Linked DNA regions of Oryza sativa: region 2 is linked to region 1. A link is a contact called in public HiCAR-type data. All regions are on one chromosome and are shown on one strand. The core of a region is the stretch at or near the end of the contact, and the rest is flanking DNA. Distances in the headings are between cores, read along the strand shown. Region 1 holds the start of LOC4330752 (ethylene-responsive transcription factor RAP2-4). Region 2 holds the start of LOC4330793 (RING-H2 finger protein ATL29).

The links. HiCAR-type assays count read pairs that join an accessible place to other places.
Region 2: a HiCAR-type map of leaf shows a contact between it and region 1, with 3 times the contacts expected there. The contact joins the promoter of LOC4330793 here to the promoter of LOC4330752 in region 1. A contact is called at or near these places in 1 of 15 Hi-C or Micro-C datasets (seedling) and 1 of 4 datasets of contacts at active chromatin or transcription factors (leaf).

The regions. Positions count from the first base shown.
Region 1 is chr2:32,141,364-32,146,399 of ASM3414082v1, reverse strand. LOC4330752 (ethylene-responsive transcription factor RAP2-4) reads right to left here and starts at 2,605. Exons shown (of 1, transcript XM_015770385.3): 1 at 665-2,605. The coding sequence starts at 2,042. The coding sequence ends at 1,026.
Region 2 is chr2:32,460,580-32,465,848 of ASM3414082v1, reverse strand. LOC4330793 (RING-H2 finger protein ATL29) reads right to left here and starts at 2,723. Exons shown (of 3, transcript XR_003240547.2): 1 at 1,366-2,723; 2 at 581-688; 3 at 1-192.

The DNA.
Region 1 (5,036 bases), core at 1,356-3,855:
ACGCCGATGGGATGAGATGAGGGCTGGCCGGCCCGGGGTGACCCGCATGTCGTTTTCGGAGGATAAGCTCGGCTAGTCGGGCGCTTGCATCATGGGGTTCGGCGAGATTCCGGATGCATCCGTTGCAAATTGCCATGTTGTAGTAAACAAAACGCCATTTTTGTGACGCCCCGGTGATGTTAGCGCTTTCGTGTGCATCCTAACTGAAACAGCTCAGGAGGTGAGCTGGGAATTTGGATGCCAACGAACGATGAACTCATCTCTGAGGCTCCGGCTCCTCCAATCAATTGTGTGCAGTTTACGCCTGATGCACGGTGGATGGCGGCCGGATCATTTTGTTGCAGGAGTGAAAAAAAACTGAACTGCTCTGAATATCTGAACAGCTGATAGCCTGAGAGAAGAGCCGGGAGAGGTATGAATTAGTAGGGCATCTATTTTTCGCAGCCATGAATACTTTACAAGCTCATCAAAGTTTAATTCTTTTTCAAAGATGAATGAAAACTTAACCTTTCTATGTGGATTAACACAGCTCAGTATCTGATGGTAAGCAATTGCAGGCTAGCATAGTAGCATCGGAGACATAATAATCACAATCAGAAGGCATGACAACTGATTAGGCAACTCGAGAGTACACAACTACACACATATAGATCAGACAAGCACGTGAGAAAGGTACATATAGTTACATAAGCTACTGAATTTCCAACATGTAACAAGGGATTACAGCTTAATTCTCGACCGGCCGCGCCGTGAAAAAAACAACCGGCAGCTCAACCAGGAGATCAGATCACTGAGTACACCAACGACACTTGCACGACGACGTAATACCAACGACCTTACTACTACTGAGTACTGACTAGTTACTGCTACTCGCAGCAGCCATGGCCGACGTCTAAAATGCCACCGAGCCATGGAAGCCACGGAATTCAGAGAAGATTACACAGCTAGTTGAGTTGAGTGACTCTAGCTTGACGAAGACTACTACTAGTACTAGTAATAGACTAGTAGTAGCTGCTTCTGCTTGTTTATGAGAGGATTGAGTCCCAGTCGATCTCCCAGGACGGGTACTTGCGCAGGTGGAATGTCTCCGACTCGTCCCATGGCGCCTCCGTGAAGTCCAGCTTCTCCATCTCCGGCACCGGGGGCGACAGCGGCGTGGGCGGAGGAGGGGAGCCGGCGGACACCGAGTCCTCCCCTTCCGTCGACGCCGAGCACTTGGGGGACTCCGGCTCCGCCGCGGAGGCCGCTGACTCGGCGGGGGTGTTCTTGGACGAGCTCGTGGCGAGGGACTGGCAGATGGCGGTGAGCTTGGCGTCGACGGAGGCGTGGAGCGGGCCGGCGAGGTGGGCGCCGCCGCGGCGGAGGGTGGGGAAGTTGAGCCGCGCGAGGTCGCCGCGGAGGCGGAAGGCGGCCTTGTCGTAGGCGAGCGCGGCGTCCTCGGCGGTGTCGAAGGTGCCGAGCCACAGCCGCGTCCGGTTCTTCGGGAGGCGGATCTCCGCCACCCACTTCCCCCAGTGGCGCTGCCGCACTCCGCGGTAGAGCTTCGACTGCGCCGCCCCGGCGACCGCCGCGAACGGCCCCGCGCGCGGCGGCGACCCGGACTGCTTCATCGGCTGGCCACGCGGCCGAAGGAAGGCGCCGGCCAGGGCCCTCTGCTGCTGCTGCTGGGCCAAGAACTGGGCCTGGATCTGCTGGATCTGGGCTGGGCCCAGGTGGGTCAGCCCCATCGGCCCGTTCGTCGCCGACGCCGCAGGTGAAGCAGCATGATACTGCGAAGAGTACAGCGGAGGTAGCTGCGAGAAAGACGAGGTGGTGGTGGCGGCGGCGGTTGTGATAGAGGAAGTGGGATAAGATGGGGTGGGCATGTAAGAATCTTGGCTCATGGAAGGAGAAGAAGAGTAGTAGTGGTGGCAGGGGGAGGAAGCGGAGGAAGAAGAAGCGCTCCTAATAAAAGGTTCGAGCGCTTTCATGAGCTCCTGATCCGAGGATGCGATCTGGTGTGTGCTAGTGTTATACTTGTACATGTCTATTGCTGCGGCCATGAGGACTGGATGGAGGTAGAAGATGAAGATGGCAAGGGTATGGAAATCTTAAAAACAGGAAAGAAAAAAGGGGTGCTTTTTGGATGCAAGAAGTGAAAAATCAGCCCTGTTCCTCAATAAAAGTAGAGAAACAAAGGGTGCAAAGAAAGAAAGAGCTTTTGAATAGAAAGAAGAAAAATTTGAGAGGATGAACTAGAAGGGTATTGCAAAACAACCCTTTCTGGCCTTAGAAAAGCAAAGGAAGCCTAAAAATCGGCAAGAATCCAGAAGAGAAAAAAGGTTCTCTGGATCTCTGTTCCTCCTAGGAGAAGTTGATGGGATGAGAAAGAACCTGTACGCACAAGAACTCCTCTTTCGATCTAATAAACCCGAAAGAAGTACCTTCTTGGGACAGGACCTTTCTTGTGTGTTACCTGCTTCTAAAAAGATCAGAGAAGTTCAGAGAACAAACCTGTTGCTGCTCGTCGCTGATGATTTTTTTCAGATCGCTCAACCTCACCGTGGACTGGGATGGGATGGGATGTGGCTTTGGTGTTCTTGGGGTGGGGTTGAGGCGTCTCTCTGAGGAAGAAGAGGCCTCACACCATGGCCTTTATATAGCGCCACTTTGGCCGTGCAAGCAACGCAACGCAACCGAAGGCAAGCATCTCTCTTCCTCTCTGTTCATTGCCAATCTTTCTCTACAAAATATACAAAAAGAAAATAAAAGGGTTTTTTTTTTGAAATGTGAATTACTAGTACAAATAAGCTGTAGCTTTCGCCCATGCCGTCAGGCCACGGCAGGTAGCACGCGGGGGTAACAAGTTGCAGCCAGTGAGGATGCCCCACGTGTGCTCAGGACAGGGGTGTGCACGTCGCCACACTGTGTTTTGCTTACGTGGCGTCCTGTAGTTGGTTGATGGACTGATGGTGGGCTGGATTGACTTCAAATTTTGCTGCCCTTTGTCCAGGGGAATTCGCCTTTTGGATTGCGCCAAGGGCTAAAAGCCTTCTCCATCTGAGGCCATTACAGTTTTGAAAAGTATTCAATGACTGGCATTTACTCTGTAAATTAAGATATGTTGGATTCTTATTCTTTCATTCATTCTCTTTCAGCTTTACTTTGCGTAGTTTGATGGTTTGCCTCTACTACCATATCTTGAATATATTCTTCTTATTTTAAAATCACCTTGTTTCTTTCGCTGGGTTGGGGGAAAAAAATCCAGAACTGCTATTGTTGCGTTACAAGAAAAACAGTGGTGTGAATTGGTAGAAACAATTTGAGCTTGAACTGTTCTTGGTATTGGAGAAGCGGGCACCATTGATTTAGACATGAAAAAGGACATTATTGATTTCTAGTGCCTCCTCAATTATATCGCCATTATTTGCAGGTCTAATTACAAGCGCTGTACAGCCGTGATTTTATTATTGGCAAATTGTTTTCCATCGGTCAACACAGCCACGTGATCGTATAGTAGGGAGCCCCTCAATAATGCATTTTGGTCAAAAACTTATGGTGAAAATTTTACAAACATCAATTCTTGGATAGCAACATAAGGAGGAAAAAATGGCGAGGTGAATAGTTTTTTCAAACTTTGCTGGTTACAATCAACCTTTCAATGAGCTGATTCATGCGTCTGTATGTACTGTACGTGGTTGTCTTTGGACTTTCGAGTTTAATCCTCGTGATACAAGTGTGCTGATTGTAATGTTTCACCTGTTCAATCTGAAATTACATGATGATGCAAGCTGAAGAGAAGGCCGTTAGAAGCAGGGAATTAATTAATCCGTTGCTTATGCACTGAAAAAGCAGCAAGCTAGGGTGCAAATGCGTGTTGGGCACATTAAAGCACAAACGGGAAGATGTTGCCGAAGATTATAACGCCACACCTATTCGGAGCTTTAATTTCGGGGACACTTATATCATCCGGAGAGATTGTGGAGTACGATATGTGTACGCCTTGATTTTGCCAAACCGTGCGATTTCTCTAGCAAATCAAACCTACACGAGTCAAACACGTACGATACATTCTCACAGTACATATAAAACCACATGTGGGCGGAAACTATTTTAACAGTTTAAGTGTATGTCTACTCGTTTATTTACATGTCATCCAAAATAGTTATGAAAAAAATAAAAAAATATGAACAAAATAGATAAATATGTAATATATCAATCCACAAACATGCAAGTTAAAATTCAACTTCTACAAGTTGTAACAAAAATAACAAACAAAACTCAAATTACTATATGTATATTTACAATTAAATTTGTTATAACTTGTAGAAGTTAAATTTAAACTTGTGTATCTGTGGAGTGATATATTACATATTGATATATCTTATCAATTTTTTTTAAAAAAATTCATAACTATCTAATTGACATGTAATAAATGGGTAGATGTCCATTTGAGCTATTAGAATCCATCTCCTGCATTTGTGATTATCCACCAGCTGATCGAGACCAGCTTCAAATCGTCGAAAATTAGAATGGCCAAGTAATCTGCCCCGATAGGAAGGGTACTATAAGCACACAAGCACAACCTGCACGACAGGTTGCAGCGCCTTCTAATATCGATCCCGGCGAACAAAAAAATCTGGTGCAAGTTGAGCGCCCGCGCGAGCAACACAACCGTGGGCACGGAGCTGGACGTTGACACGCATATCGGTGATGAGAATACGAGAGCATACGAGACGGGGAGATGCCCCGCCGATTTGGAGCCGGAGATCTCGAAACGATCGATGCCGATCCACGTGGGCAAGCGCTGCGTACGTCGTCGTGCAACGCGACGCCTTCGTTTTCGATGGATCCTCCCGGCCGCGCCCGCGCGAGGTCAGCGTCTCGCGAGGCCGCGAAGCAAAAAAAAAACGCAACGACGCGCGCGCGCGAGGTGGTGGGCCGCGACGATCGCACGGGGATCTCCGCGTTTTTGGCAAGAAAACCGTAGCATTTCCGCGCACGCCCGGTGTGCTCGGCTCGTTCGCGCGGCACGGGTCATCTATCGTCGATCGCCT
Region 2 (5,269 bases), core at 1,474-3,973, 320 kb before region 1:
GTAGTCTGTTTTGTCCATCGTCGTTGTATACCTGACAGGCGACAGCTATAGTAGTTGACGTTGTTTCCATGCATTTTGGTTGTCCCATTAAACTCGTTGTAACTTTTCCCCATTTTTCAGCACGGTTTGCACGTACAAAGTCAAGAAAAAAAAGTTCATATCGTTGTCATCTACATAAAGCAATGATTATCCCTGAAAAAAAAACATGTGAAAGTATCTGAATCGCTTACCGTCTAGAAGGGAACTAAAGGTAAAGTCGTTCTTAATTGAGCCGACTAGGTTGAATTTGATCTTGAAAATTCTTTTCTAAGAATTTTGATGTTAACCTTGGGCAGACAAAACAGTACATCAAAACTATTGCACATATTATTTGCCAAAAAATAGAGAGTTATTTTCCTTTTCTTTCAGTCCAGGAAGGGATAAGATTTCAGTTAGTTCAGATTGTACGAAAATACTCCATTCCAAGGAGGCTGCATTAGTACTTCTGCTATGTAGTAATAGGCTTCAGTTTATTCAGATGTATTGGCAAATCTTACATATTGATCGATCATCGATATGAATTGTAAAGTTAAATTCTTACCCTCGGCGTCCAGTCGATGGAGATGGTTTACCAGTCATATTGACAGAGCCTGCGCCCGGCCGAAACGGCGGGTGTTAATGCCTAACATTTCATTTATGCATTCGTCTCCTGCACAAACCACAGTGTAAGAGCTAGGATGAATATAATTATCTATCCAATTAAAGACACAAAATGATACTGCGTGCGATTGTTCAGGCATCTTTTATTCTACTGATTTGCTCATGTACAATAATATACATTCACATCTAAGGGTGCGTTCTTTCAAAGGAGATTGGGGAGAGATTGGAGATATTGTCACTCGTTTTCCGCGCGCACGCTTCCCAAACTACTAAATGGTGTATTTTTTGCAAAAAATTTCTATATGAAAGTTGTTTTAAAAAATCATATTAGTCCATTTTTGAAATTTAAAATAGTTAATACTCAATTAATCATGCACTAATGACTCACCTCGTTTTACGTATCTTTCCAATCTTCTCAATCCCCTCTCCCTCAAACACAGCCTAAGTTTCTAGTTCCAAAAAAAAAAAAGCATCTAAGTTTCTTCAACCTAGTATGTATATTATTTCGCCTTTGCTATTCTGCAGTCACCTGATTGATCAATAGGTGCTCCCATAATATTTGGGCATATCGGCGTTGATAATATACCTAGTACAGAGTACAGAATACAGTCCCACCGACAAAAAAAGACCATTTCTTTCTTTCATGTGGGAAAATGCATGACGTCAAGTTCAACTGTTCAAGTTTCTCACTCAAAACTTCTGTTCGTTTTCTATGTTCGAACTTGCCTGGTAGCTGCCTTCTCCACGTCCACAGCCGCCGCCGCCGCCGAGCTGGCCACAGTGCAACCAGGGTACTGTGCAGTCCCATGAGCAGAACCGTCGTCGGCAACATCGACGGCGGCCACGCGCTTCCCTTTCACCTTCGTCACCGACGACGACGAGGATGATGACACTTCCACCTGGGTGCTATCCGGCGTTCTCCTCGACGACGGGGAGAGGAAAGACAGCTTTCCTGACAAAGAATTTGAGAGAAAAGATGACCATCTGCCCGACCGCGAAAACCGGGGGCTGCACCGAGCGCCCATGCCGACCCCTTCCCCGAGTCTCCTCCCGCGGCGCACGCTCTGCTCCCCCGCCGCGACCATCTCCCTGTGTACGTGCTCCGGCAGCCGCAGCGTGTACCGCTCTAGGTCGCCGTCGAGCCGGACGGCGAGGGAGTGGCCAGTGGAGTGCGACCGGGGAAGCTTCGCCGCCGACGTCTTTGGCCGCAGCCCCGACCGTGACCGCATCGCGCGGAGCTGGGTGCCTATCGCCTGAAGCTCTAGCTCCTCCTTCCTCCGCTCCTCGTCGTCCTCCTCGGTGACCACGTCGATCACCACGGCTGCTGGGTGCGCCCCGTCTTCTTGCCGTATCACAACTATTTCACTGGAGGTGCTGTTCGGATCGGCGGCGGCGGCGGCCGGGATGATCACCTCTTCGGTGGTGTCCTTGTTAGGGTCGAGATTGCGGCGGCAGACGGGGCAGGTCACGTGGCTGGCGAGCCACTGGCCGATGCAGTCCGGGTGGAAGGCGTGGCTGCACTTGGGCAGGAACCTGAGCATCTCGTCGTCCTCGAACTCGCTGAGGCACACCGCGCACTCCAGCGCGGCGCCGGCGACCTTCCCCACCCGCAGCGCCTTCGCCTCGGCGTACTTCATGGTGGGGAACATCCGGACCACCGACGAGTCGAGCCCGCGCGGCCGCCGCTGCCGCCTCGAGACGAAGCTGTTGGCAGGGAGGATCATGGAACGGCTCCCGCCGACGCCGCCGCCCTCCGTCGCGGGGTCGTAACCGGTGCAGTGGCGGAGGTAGATGGTGGAGATCGCGATGAACAGGAAAACCCCGACGACGGCGGCCAGCAGCACGATCATCGTCGTGCTGACGTGCACCTGCTGCCCGGACACGTCGCCGTAGGCATACCCCTGCTGCCCCGCCGGCTGCGCTCCGGCCGTCGACGACGACGCCGCGAGCGCGCACGCGAGGAGCGCCGCGAGCAGCGCGTGCTGGTGCTGGTGCGCGTGCATCCTAGCTCGGCAACTTGGCATGCAGATAGCGCGCGTGGTCGGCGGCGGGAGGCGAGGGCGCCTTGGCTAGTCGTCTTCCCTGCGCATGCAGCGTGCGGAGTCGTACTAAATAGTAAAGGGCCGTGTAGGAGTGGTCAAGTCGAGGTGAGCTGTGACCTGTGAGGAGGACGATCGACGAGAACGTCGCGATAGCGTGGCGCGCGCCGGGTCTCGCGGGAGGATGTGGATTCCGCTGTCCGGCCAGGTGGATACGCTGTTTGGCAGGTTTGACTGTACGATCGAACCGTCCAGGTGTTCAGAAGCAGTGTGGTGACTGGGCATGCCAGTTGGATTTGGACCTTGGACTCCTCTGATTTCAGCTACGTGTCTACCTGTCAGGTCTGTAACGGACCCAGAAACGGTTAACAGTTAAACCACTAAAAAAAGCAAGTCCACATGTAGCTTGAATCAACGGTTACAGGCTCGGAAACAAAGGTGAATCTAGCTCGTAATTAATTAGGTATTAATTAATATAAGCTTAAAAATAAATTTATTTTTTATATAAAACATACTCCGTTTAGCCGTCCAGTAAACCTATTAACAAACAAAAAGGAGTTGCCCAAAGCAATAGCCGCTTTGAAAGGAACAGGTACTAAGGGCAGTCCCAACCTATGGTGTCCATAAGTAGTGTCTATGGTGCCATGTCAATAAGACATCACAATAGAAACTATACTCTACAACCCATACTTTCTTAAATTAGACCATTAATAAATACATCATCTTTCTTCTCTACCAATCATATTTATTCTTTATCTATTATGAAGACAATATTCTCTCCCAATGCAAAACTTGATAATTCTCTCCCAATGCAAAACTTGATAGTGTCTAGTGCATAGGTTCTCGTGTTGAAGTTGTGTCTTGCATGAGACCCAGTTTCTTCCTCTCTTCACTCTCTCTCAATTAATATAGTGCCACATAAACTAAAAGTCCTACATGGCAATGTAGTTAATGCCATAGACACCATCCTAGATGGAGGGCTGGGACTGCCCTAAGAGATGTTGCAAATGATTCATTCTAGTGTATAACGGAAGGATTAATCAATGCGTACAAATATATCTATGAAAATGAAATAAATAGTTGTGCTAAATAAAATCCAATCTTTTATAGATATTAGGATAATCCTAACCTTTCATTTATTTATTAATTAAAAGCTATAACCAAGCTATTAATATTATACATTCCGCAGCCCATATGTCTGCATCGCAAAAGCATTAACGGTTGCTAACATAACTCGAATGATAAGACATTTTTAGAAGCAAATTGTATTGCTAAATTTCCATCCATGATTAGAAGTATAGCCATCATCTCTAAATAATGGCATGTTGCATCATTTCTTGGTCCTCCTCACACCTTCAAAATCCAATCGCACTTTTAAATCTAACCTCGTGTAAAATTGTGCAACAAACAGCCTCATTGTTGCCTTTCAACTTATAGGCAGTTGCCAAATTTTAAATTTTAAAACTCAACTTTTAAGTTGATTTTAAGGTTTTTTCAATTGTAATTTGTTTCTAACATTGGTTTTAAAATCATTAATGACACGTATATAAAATTTTATCCATGAATTCATTTTTATGTTGCTGATAAAATATTATGTTTTATAATCAACATAAATTCGCGTGCCAGTTGAGTGACGCATTTGTGGGTTCCACCCTCTTATTCATTGATCAGGTGTACGGTATCTTTATATGTTTTTCATGCGTTTTGCAACTTGATAACCATTGCCCATAACGTATATGCATGATATGCATCGATTGTACAGCTATGAACATCAATGAGACAATGACCGTACGTGCAAGTACAAGCAGGGAGCCAGGGATCAGCTCCGGCGATGCTTTTATTACTCTCCCTATCCCATATTATAAATGATTTTTAAGGGATATGACACATCGACAGAACATTGTAAAGTTCTTTGATATATAAGAGAAGAAATGAGGGAATTATATTTTTTCCCGAGCCATGAAAACAAAAGTGGGTTGCTCCAAGCTTATATGGCCTTCCAGTTGCAGCAATAAAGCTAACCTTCGTTTCCGTAAAACCAGTACAGTATAAAGACCCTATTTAGATTCTAACTTTTTTTTCAAACTTTTAACTTTTTCGTCACATCGAACTTTTCTACGCATACAAACTTTCAATTTTTCCGTCACATCGTTTCAATTTTTTTAAACTTTTAATTTTAGTGTGGAAGTAAACACAGCCAAAGGCGAGCGAAAGAATTCCTTGAAACGGACTTCAAAACAATTGACTTCCTTCGCTTCGCTCACCCCAATTCCCACGGAGCAACGACGACGCCTGTCACGTCACCTGAGGCGACAGGCCAAACCGACGATCTCCCAACGAACGACTCTGATCGAGAGCTGACCCGATCGTCGCGTGGCACGTCGGCGTGCGCCACCCCCGGGCAAAGTGGCGGCCCACGTACATACGTAGTACAGCTCTAGCTTGGCCGTGCGCGGCGCGGTCCACGCGCTATCCAGCTGCTCTACTCGTCAGTGTGGCTGGCCAAGTGGCCGCCCGCATGCCAAGCCGACACCCGCAGGAGACGGCACAGGACACCACGCCACACCACACTTGCGCGGCCGCGAGAGCGA